Regions from separate parts of the Mus musculus genome. Here region 2 is linked to region 1. The links are chromatin contacts, called in public Hi-C maps. All regions are on one chromosome and are shown on one strand. Each heading gives the region's core, a stretch centred on a gene start, on an enhancer-like site or on the middle of the called end of the contact. The rest is flanking DNA. Distances are from core to core; before and after follow the strand shown.

Evidence for each region. A called contact is a pair of places that touch in the nucleus more often than the background predicts.
Region 2: a contact with region 1 is called in a Hi-C map of bone marrow-derived macrophages, with 4 times the contacts expected there. The contact joins two enhancer-like sites. A contact is called at or near these places in 34 of 484 Hi-C or Micro-C datasets (the 3T3-L1 cell line, 3T3-L1-derived adipocytes, the AML12 cell line and 25 more), 5 of 115 datasets of contacts at active chromatin or transcription factors (the NIH/3T3 cell line, bone marrow-derived macrophages, embryonic stem cells and 2 more) and 1 of 9 other capture datasets (bone marrow-derived macrophages).

What each region holds. Positions count from the first base shown.
Region 1 is chr1:106,813,202-106,817,115 of GRCm38.p6, forward strand. No RefSeq gene overlaps it. Among named protein-coding and RNA genes, the nearest start is that of Vps4b, 18 kb to the left of the region's middle. Within about 2 kb of position 2,305, at least 39 of the 459 cell types and tissues checked have an H3K27ac peak or open chromatin away from gene starts, as enhancers often do. A contact at or near this core is called in bone marrow-derived macrophages and granulocyte-monocyte progenitors, where this site is marked.
Region 2 is chr1:106,881,627-106,885,540 of GRCm38.p6, forward strand. It overlaps Serpinb5 (serine (or cysteine) peptidase inhibitor, clade B, member 5), which reads left to right. Exons shown (of 7, transcript NM_009257.4): 7 at 1-1,722. The coding sequence ends at 367. Among named protein-coding and RNA genes, the nearest start is that of Serpinb5, 22 kb to the left of the region's middle. Within about 2 kb of position 1,950, at least 33 of the 459 cell types and tissues checked have an H3K27ac peak or open chromatin away from gene starts, as enhancers often do. A contact at or near this core is called in bone marrow-derived macrophages and granulocyte-monocyte progenitors, where this site is marked.

The sequences.
Region 1 (3,914 bases), core at 1,055-3,554:
AATGACAAAATGGAAGTTCTGAAAGCCCAAATGTTTATTCATAATCTTGGCCAAAGTCCACGTTGGAGAACTAAGAGTAAGTTAAAAATTAAAAAAAAAAAAAAAAACTACCGCCAATTCAATTATTTAATTTCACTGTATTAGAGTGCAAGTTGCCAAATGATCTCATTACCAAATTATATCCTAAGGTCATCCTGGGAAAATAAGCTATCTAATGCCAAGCAAACTATCCCCAAGGGTAATTCCTGGGCAATGATATATTTGAGAGTTGCAAGGTGGCTGTGTTTTTTCATAGGAAAGAAATCACTCCTGCTCCTGGTACTCTTTGATGTTACAGCTTACCTAAGCTAGAGCAGGAAAGCATTAGCACAAAGAGTATCACAGAAGACTCATCCAGTGACCTGTAAATGACAGCAGATAGGAGTCAGAAAAGCAACATTACAATAGGTTTTATAAAGAGAAACTTAGGTCTATAAAATTACATGGGGGCCAGGGAGATGGCTTGGCCAATAATGTGCTTACTTGAATTTAGATCCCTAATGGTGACATAAAACTCTAGGTGTGGTTCTGTGTGCTGAGGATGCAGACAGGAGGGTCCCTTGAGTTTCCTGGTCAGCTACTCTTGCTGAGTTGGCAAGCTTCAGGTTCAGAGAAAGACTCTCAGAAACATGGAAAACAATAGAGAAGTCACCTGGTATTGACTTCTGGTCTCTATATCATGATCCCATGCTCCTGTTCATTCACATGTAACACACACAGACACACACACACACACAGACACACACACAGACACACACACACAGACACTCACACACACACAGAGACATACACACACAGACAGACACACACACACAGACACACACACACACACACACAGACACACATACACACACAGACACACACAGACACACAGACACACACAGACATACACAAAGACACACACACACACACACACACACACACACACACACACAGGCTTCTAGAGTTAACCACAAACTTTTTCTATATATTACTCTGACAAGGCATCCATAGTTATTAAACACACAGCCAGGCCACATTATTCACAAAGGCATAAAAGCACAGCAGTGCTCAGTTCTCATGTTTGTGGGCCTATCTTTTAAATGGTGGGGCTTTTTAGAAGCAAAAGGTTCAAGTTGCCTCTTAAAGGAGAAAGTATACTATCCCTACTAAGGGAAGAACTACCCCAGCACAAAGCAGTTTTTCTGTGCCAGGAACAAGTAAGAAACACTAGAAAATGGATATCATAAGAGCTCCCAAAATGGCAGATCTAGGTCAAGAGATATACTTTGGAGGGGCATGGAGACATTAGCTTATTCATAAGCCAGATCTCTTCAAAGACCACAGAGTGTAAAGTATCATGTAATTGATCCAAGCAGCCAACATGTCAATCAAGAGATGTATACTGGGTTGATTATTACGTGAGAGCCATGTAACCCTCCAAGCTCCTTCTAAATTTCTCAAACAAAAAAGAGGGGCATTGTACACAGATCATGTAACCCATGGGCATTATAATACAATTACATCTTAGAAATAATGGTGATGTGATTTTATATGCTATGCCTGCTCACTGTGGAGTGGAGGACATGGCTATCTCTAGGCTTAGAATTCTCAAGTTCTAGGTTTGAATCCAGACTTCAGTTAGACAGCTCAAAGCCTTTCTTAGAGCATTAGAAGGGGTCTGCTTGGAAGGACACACCACCTCGAAACTCAGCTGCAATGTGAAAACTCAGTTTTCTTTTGGCCTCAGCAAGAGCAGAATCTTCCCTCCTGTTGAGAAGGCAGCTCAGGATTTGGTTCCTCTGAGTAGCCAGCCCATCCCTGCACGAGTCACTGGACCACTGCTCACTCTTGTCACACACTATTGCACAATGCTGGCTTCTTTCAATAGGAATGGGTTACGAACTCTGAGAACAGGACTAGTGCGTGGATATGGAGGTTTTAGGGAAAGTGATAAGACAAGATTCTTAGAAAGGTTCACCCACTTGCAAGTGTCAACAGGAAATTCTAGTTCCCAAACCAGCGAGTGAACTGTGCTTGATGAGGGGTAAATCACTTAGCTAGAAGTCAGCCCCAGAAGCAAACCCCGCTGGCAAAATATGGAAGCTTTACAATTTTCAGAGAATTGTGCTGTTAACTGGGAGACCAAGAGATGGCACACACATGCGTGCTATTCTGTTTTACTAAAAGAAAGAGGAAACATCCAACAGAATCCACAGTGCGGTAAAAATGCAGAAGCCCAGAGCATTAAGACCCTGCTCTGCAGGGATCACGATGACAAAGAGGAACCTAAACTATGACAGAAGAAAGTCCTGAGCTGAAGAAGCCCCATTCAGTCAGCAGCATAGCTCTAGCTCAGAGCCTGTGGGAACTGACCTAAAGACCCGTGGGACCCATGGGTGTTACATGTCGGAAATAACTGCAAGGTCTAACTGCAATACACCACAAAGGCATCGTTCCATGTACCTGAGTAAAATAAAGCTTGTCTTAGTCAGGGTTTCTATTCCTGCACAAACATCATGACCAAGAAGCAAGTTGGGGAGGAAAGGGTTTATTCGGCTTACACTTCCATACTGCTGTTCATCACCAAGGAAGTCAGGACTGGAACTCAAGCAGGTCAGGAAGCAGGAGCTGATGCAGAGGCCATGGAGGGATGTTCATTACTGGCTTGCTTCCCCTGGCTTGCTCAGCCTGCTCTCTTATAGACCCAAGACTACCAGCCCAGAGATGGTCCCACCCACAGGGGCCTTTCCCCCTTGATCACTAATTGAGAAAATGCCTTACAGTTGTATCTCATGGAGGCATTTCCTCAACTGAAGCTCCTTTCTCTGTGATAACTCCAGATGGGTCAAGTTGACACAAAACTAGCCAGTACAAAGCTCTTCCAACAGAGGCCAGGAGTAAGTCTCCCTAAACTTTTATGCTCAACAGTCTCTATCAGAGAAGGTTCTATGCTGTGGTAGACACACTGATGTGCTGGTTCTCAGCCTGTGGGTCCCGACCCCCCAGGGGTTCTCATAGCAGGCAGCATGCATATCAGAATTTTACATGACGATCCGTAGCAGTAGGAACATTACAGTTACGAAGCACTAATGAAATGATATGATGGGTGGGGGTCCCCACAACCAGAGGGACGGTATTAAAGGGTCACAACATTAGGAAGGTTGAGAATCACTGCCCTAGGCCCATAGCTGTAAAGTTGTTTTCATTTTTCTGTTAGGAACAAAATGCTATTTCTTGCTATTAAGTGTTTCAAAGAGGTAAAAGTAATGGTGGAACGTCCCCACCCCCATTCACTGAGCATCCATTACAGCCACAAACCCAACCAACTGCCTCTCATCTTTGCAGCAACCTTATAAAGCAGGAATCACTGATCTTGTTTTAAGATAAGAGTAAATTTGAAAGCACTGAAGTGAGACTGTCCTTGGGTCTCACTTCGAAATCACCAAGACTTTCATTCCTATTCTGTTCCCCAGGAGTCAAGCATAAACGCCAAAACACATCTCCACCATGCACAATGGTCTCGAGTACCGTAATTACGTTTGGCTTTGAGGGACCGATTTAAAATACCAAGCCATTTTAGAGATAGGTAGCGTGGTAAGGAAAACATAGACACGAGAGGCTAAACAACAGCCGGGTGTGGTGGGATGGGATGCATCTGTAGTTTCAGAGGCTCTCATGAGCCCTGGGGCTCAGGGACTCAGCTCGCGGAGTGCAGGTGCAGGGCGTGTGCAGATTCTCCCTGAAGACCTTTCAAGGATGTTAGTGTTGCTTTTGTTTTGTCCCCCTTCACTCAGTTCAGAAGTTCATCTCTGCTGGGAACACCCTTGCTAAGGTTCACAGGGAGAAGAAAAGCCAGAGTGGTGCGCTGGACAGTGAGTGTGAGAATAGAGGTC
Region 2 (3,914 bases), core at 700-3,199, 68 kb after region 1:
ATTGTTACAGTGGACCAACCCCAGTACCATGGCCAATGCCAAAGTCAAACTTTCCCTCCCAAAGTTTAAGGTAGAAAAGATGATTGATCCCAAGGCTAGTCTGGAAAGCCTAGGGCTGAAAAGTCTCTTCAATGAAAGTACATCGGATTTCTCTGGAATGTCAGAGACCAAGGGAGTGTCCCTGTCAAATGTGATTCATAGAGTATGCCTAGAAATAACCGAAGATGGTGGTGAGTCCATCGAGGTGCCAGGGTCCCGGATCTTACAGCACAAGGATGAATTCAATGCTGACCATCCATTTATTTATATCATTAGACACAACAAAACTCGAAACATCATTTTCTTTGGCAAATTCTGTTCTCCTTAGCTGGCAGGGCCTTGCCAAGTCTCAGGGAACTTGTCTGTAGTCGCAGAGCTCTGTAAACTTTGTATCCAGACAATCACTTTCTATACAATAAATTGTAAATGTTGCTGAATCAGGAAGCAGTCCACATTTGTCATATGTAACCTTCACACTAACAGACACCCCTTTTCCTAATTCTTCCTTGTTTTCCTTTGTCAAAGAAAACAGCGAATACTTGTTGGGAAAGGGAATCACTTTAGAAAATATGTGCTCTTCATTTGTCAAAGCATTCAGAGCTATGGATAAAAATGCAGTCTTCAAGGGAGGAACTTCTATAGGGATGATGTGGGGGACATTATTCTCAGGGCTCTGCATTACTGAGATAAAGAATGTTCTAGAGATCTCCACTTCCTTCAACTCTTAAGAACAAGAGTATAGGGTTCACCAAGTACCTTTTTAAAGTGAATTTGTGTACATGTCACAATACTGTAGGTCTAGAAGTCTCCATGTTAAACCTTAAGAAACAGTTTTCTTCAATATCCTAATTGGAGATTATAGAAAGATGACATGTTGTAAATACTATATATCATGGAACTCCACAAATAGCATATGGACTATCACCCTATCAACCAATACCTTAATATTTGTTCCATAAATATAGACTATTCACACAAAACAAGTACATAAAGATAGTTCATAAGTGATCAATTTTTTCCCTGAAAAATGAGTATGTTATCAGCTCATGGAAACACTTTGAAGAACATTCTAGATCTTGGAGTGTTGGATAAAGAATTCTGGGCCTATTTTAGCTGAAGACTAAGACCCTAAGGGAAAGCTCAGCTTTTACAAAAGTTGGCTTTCATTTTTCCTAGATCTCCCATGTGGTCATTTGGGCAATGTTGTTGCTGGCAGGCTTCTAACCAGATCACAAGGTCCCTGACATCTCCAGCGCCAGCAACTTAAAATCTACAGGAAGTCTCGTGATGCTAAGAGTTTTGTGGCCATTAAAGGAACTTTCCTTTTTTGTCTAATGCGGCAGTGGAGAAAGAGAAGGGATCTCAAACCTTCAGAAAATACAAGCAACACTATTTAGGTACACATAGTTCTTTGGCATATATTTTCTCAGTTTACAAACCTAACGACTTCAGATAACAGTGTGTAGTCTACATAAATAATTTATAAAATGGTTCTGGTAAGTCAGTTATGTTGCAACCTAATTTTAAAGTTGCCACCAAAAGGAAGTATTTGCTGCAGTTTTTCTTATGTGTCTTTCCTTACCCAATTTCTTGCCATTTATTGTAAATAGGGTTTTTTTTTCCTCCAAAGGTTCAATGGTGACTTCTTTTCTGTGCTATTGATAATAAAATATTATTGAATTATGTGCCTTGTTCTTGCTCTATTGGCTTAGAATTACTATCTTGAAATAGAACCAAGACACCTATTTATTAGAAGCATTTATATGTGTAAATCCCTTCTAGGTTAATGTGGAGTAAAAAGAATACAAACGAGTCATGTCCTTGCTGTTCTCCCTTCTCCCTGGCCATTGGTTCTTGCACTCTGAGTAATCGAACAAAGAGAAGGCCAGATTGTGTCAGAATCATTCAAGCCCTTCCAAGTTGAAACCACAGCCACTCAAGAGGACATGCAGTTCCTCTCCAGTTCTTTTCTCTTTGGGTTCTTCCTCAGAATGGAACTTTACTACGATCCATACGTTTGTGGTGTTTTCCTTAGTTTGTGCATTTTCCTTTAGTGACACGTTCATTTCTTTTTAATTACTTTTAACATCCTCCAATGTGTTTTCTTTTTGTTTTGTAAAAGGAAAACGGTCACTTGTACAAGCTCCCCACTCTTGCTCATTTCCTCCTTCCAACTTATAAATAAAATATGGGCTAATTCTGGGAAAGGCACGTGAGTGTGGAGAGGAGGGAAGAGCCTGGTGCCTCCTGGCCAAGGGCTCAGGGAGCTTCAGGTGGGTGGGTCCCAGAACTTGGAAAGCACTGACAGTTTTGGTCAGTGTCTCCCTGGGATAGGCTACATTGGTGGTTTCCATTCATAGACAACGTCTGCCCTCTAGGGGATATTTTTCTTATTACTACTGAGAGAGCATCTCTTGGTCTGGTTAATACCTGCATGGGAAAAGACCCCTCCTCCCTGAATAGTGTTATCCAGTACACTATACCTAGAGTGACTTAGGAGATATCAGCATGGCACTTGCTAAAAGACAGATCCAGAAAGAGCATCCCGGAAGCAGAGGAAGAAGAATGGTTTGGAACTGCACTAGAGGATGAAGGAAGGATGTCTTCTTTCTGTCAGCTGTAATGAGACCTAAATTTTGTTTGATTGCTTATTTTTGGCAGAGCCTGCTTAGAGGACCTATCTGGTTGGGACATGGGTTCCAGTTGGATTAGATGGTCTTTAGAGTCCCAAGAGGACACTGTGCACATGAGCTAACATTTGGCTCCTCTCATCCTGATAGCATACCACAGTGGCTCCAATCCAACAAGGCCTTCTACCTCTTCTTTTCTCCACACTCTTTGTATTTGGAGTGGAACAGAAGGATATGTGTGGTGGGAAAAAGTAGGAAAGAAGCCCACTCCTACCACCTTTTCCTGTGAGTCGTGGGTCTCTGGCAGACCTAACTATGGAGGATAGGGAAATTTTCTATCAGAAAGGACCCAATTCTGACTTAGGTTTCTAAGCTTGTTCATTTCTAGAAACGTCCATATGACATATGGCAGTGGCTGGGGAACATCACACACAAGCTGAGAGGTCAGTCTTTGCCATGACTAGTAGGTCTTTTTTTCTTTTGAATTTTAATTTTGTTATATTGAATTTTACAATCTAAATCAAACTTGGGGAAAACACACCACTTTTCTGCTTGTTTTAATGACTGTACACATGCATCATTTCACTTAAATATCCCCAAAGTCTCCTACTTCCAAGTTTTTTCTCCAGTTAATACTTAAAACCAACTGGACTTTCTCGGGGAGGTGCAATTTATTAATTTCTTTTTTTCCTGCCAACTATGGTTGGGGCAAACTTTTCATCTTTTGATTATGAACACCACATGTGTCAGGTCCCTATCCTTCCTCTCACTTCTTCTGTTGGCCCTACTTGTGGCTTTGAAGGTGTGCTAGCAAGGAAGCTAAGGGTTCATTTATTTGTTAGGATTGTATGTAAGGCGAGGGCTGGCCATGGAGTAGCAGGAGGAGGTCCTCACAGTCTAAAGTGAGTCATATGTGATATCATGGGTGCTATCTCCACTACTGAACTTCCATCTCCATTGTCAAATGCCCAGTCTGCTTGTAGTCATAATATAGACAGGAGAGAATTTGCAAAGGACAGATACTAATGATCACAAAACTGCATTTGGACACTTATCGTCACAAGCTCTAAGTTTGCTTTTTGAAAGTATTTGTCATGACTGTATCAAGCAGTGCTTTTTGAGGGGCTCTGCTGGTTATGTCATTTTGGGCTAAGTAGGATGGGCATTAAGAGCTATTAGTTTCTGTCTTCAGGGGAATGATAATTTAACCAGATAATCTACATTAAGGATGACCTCCAATAATAC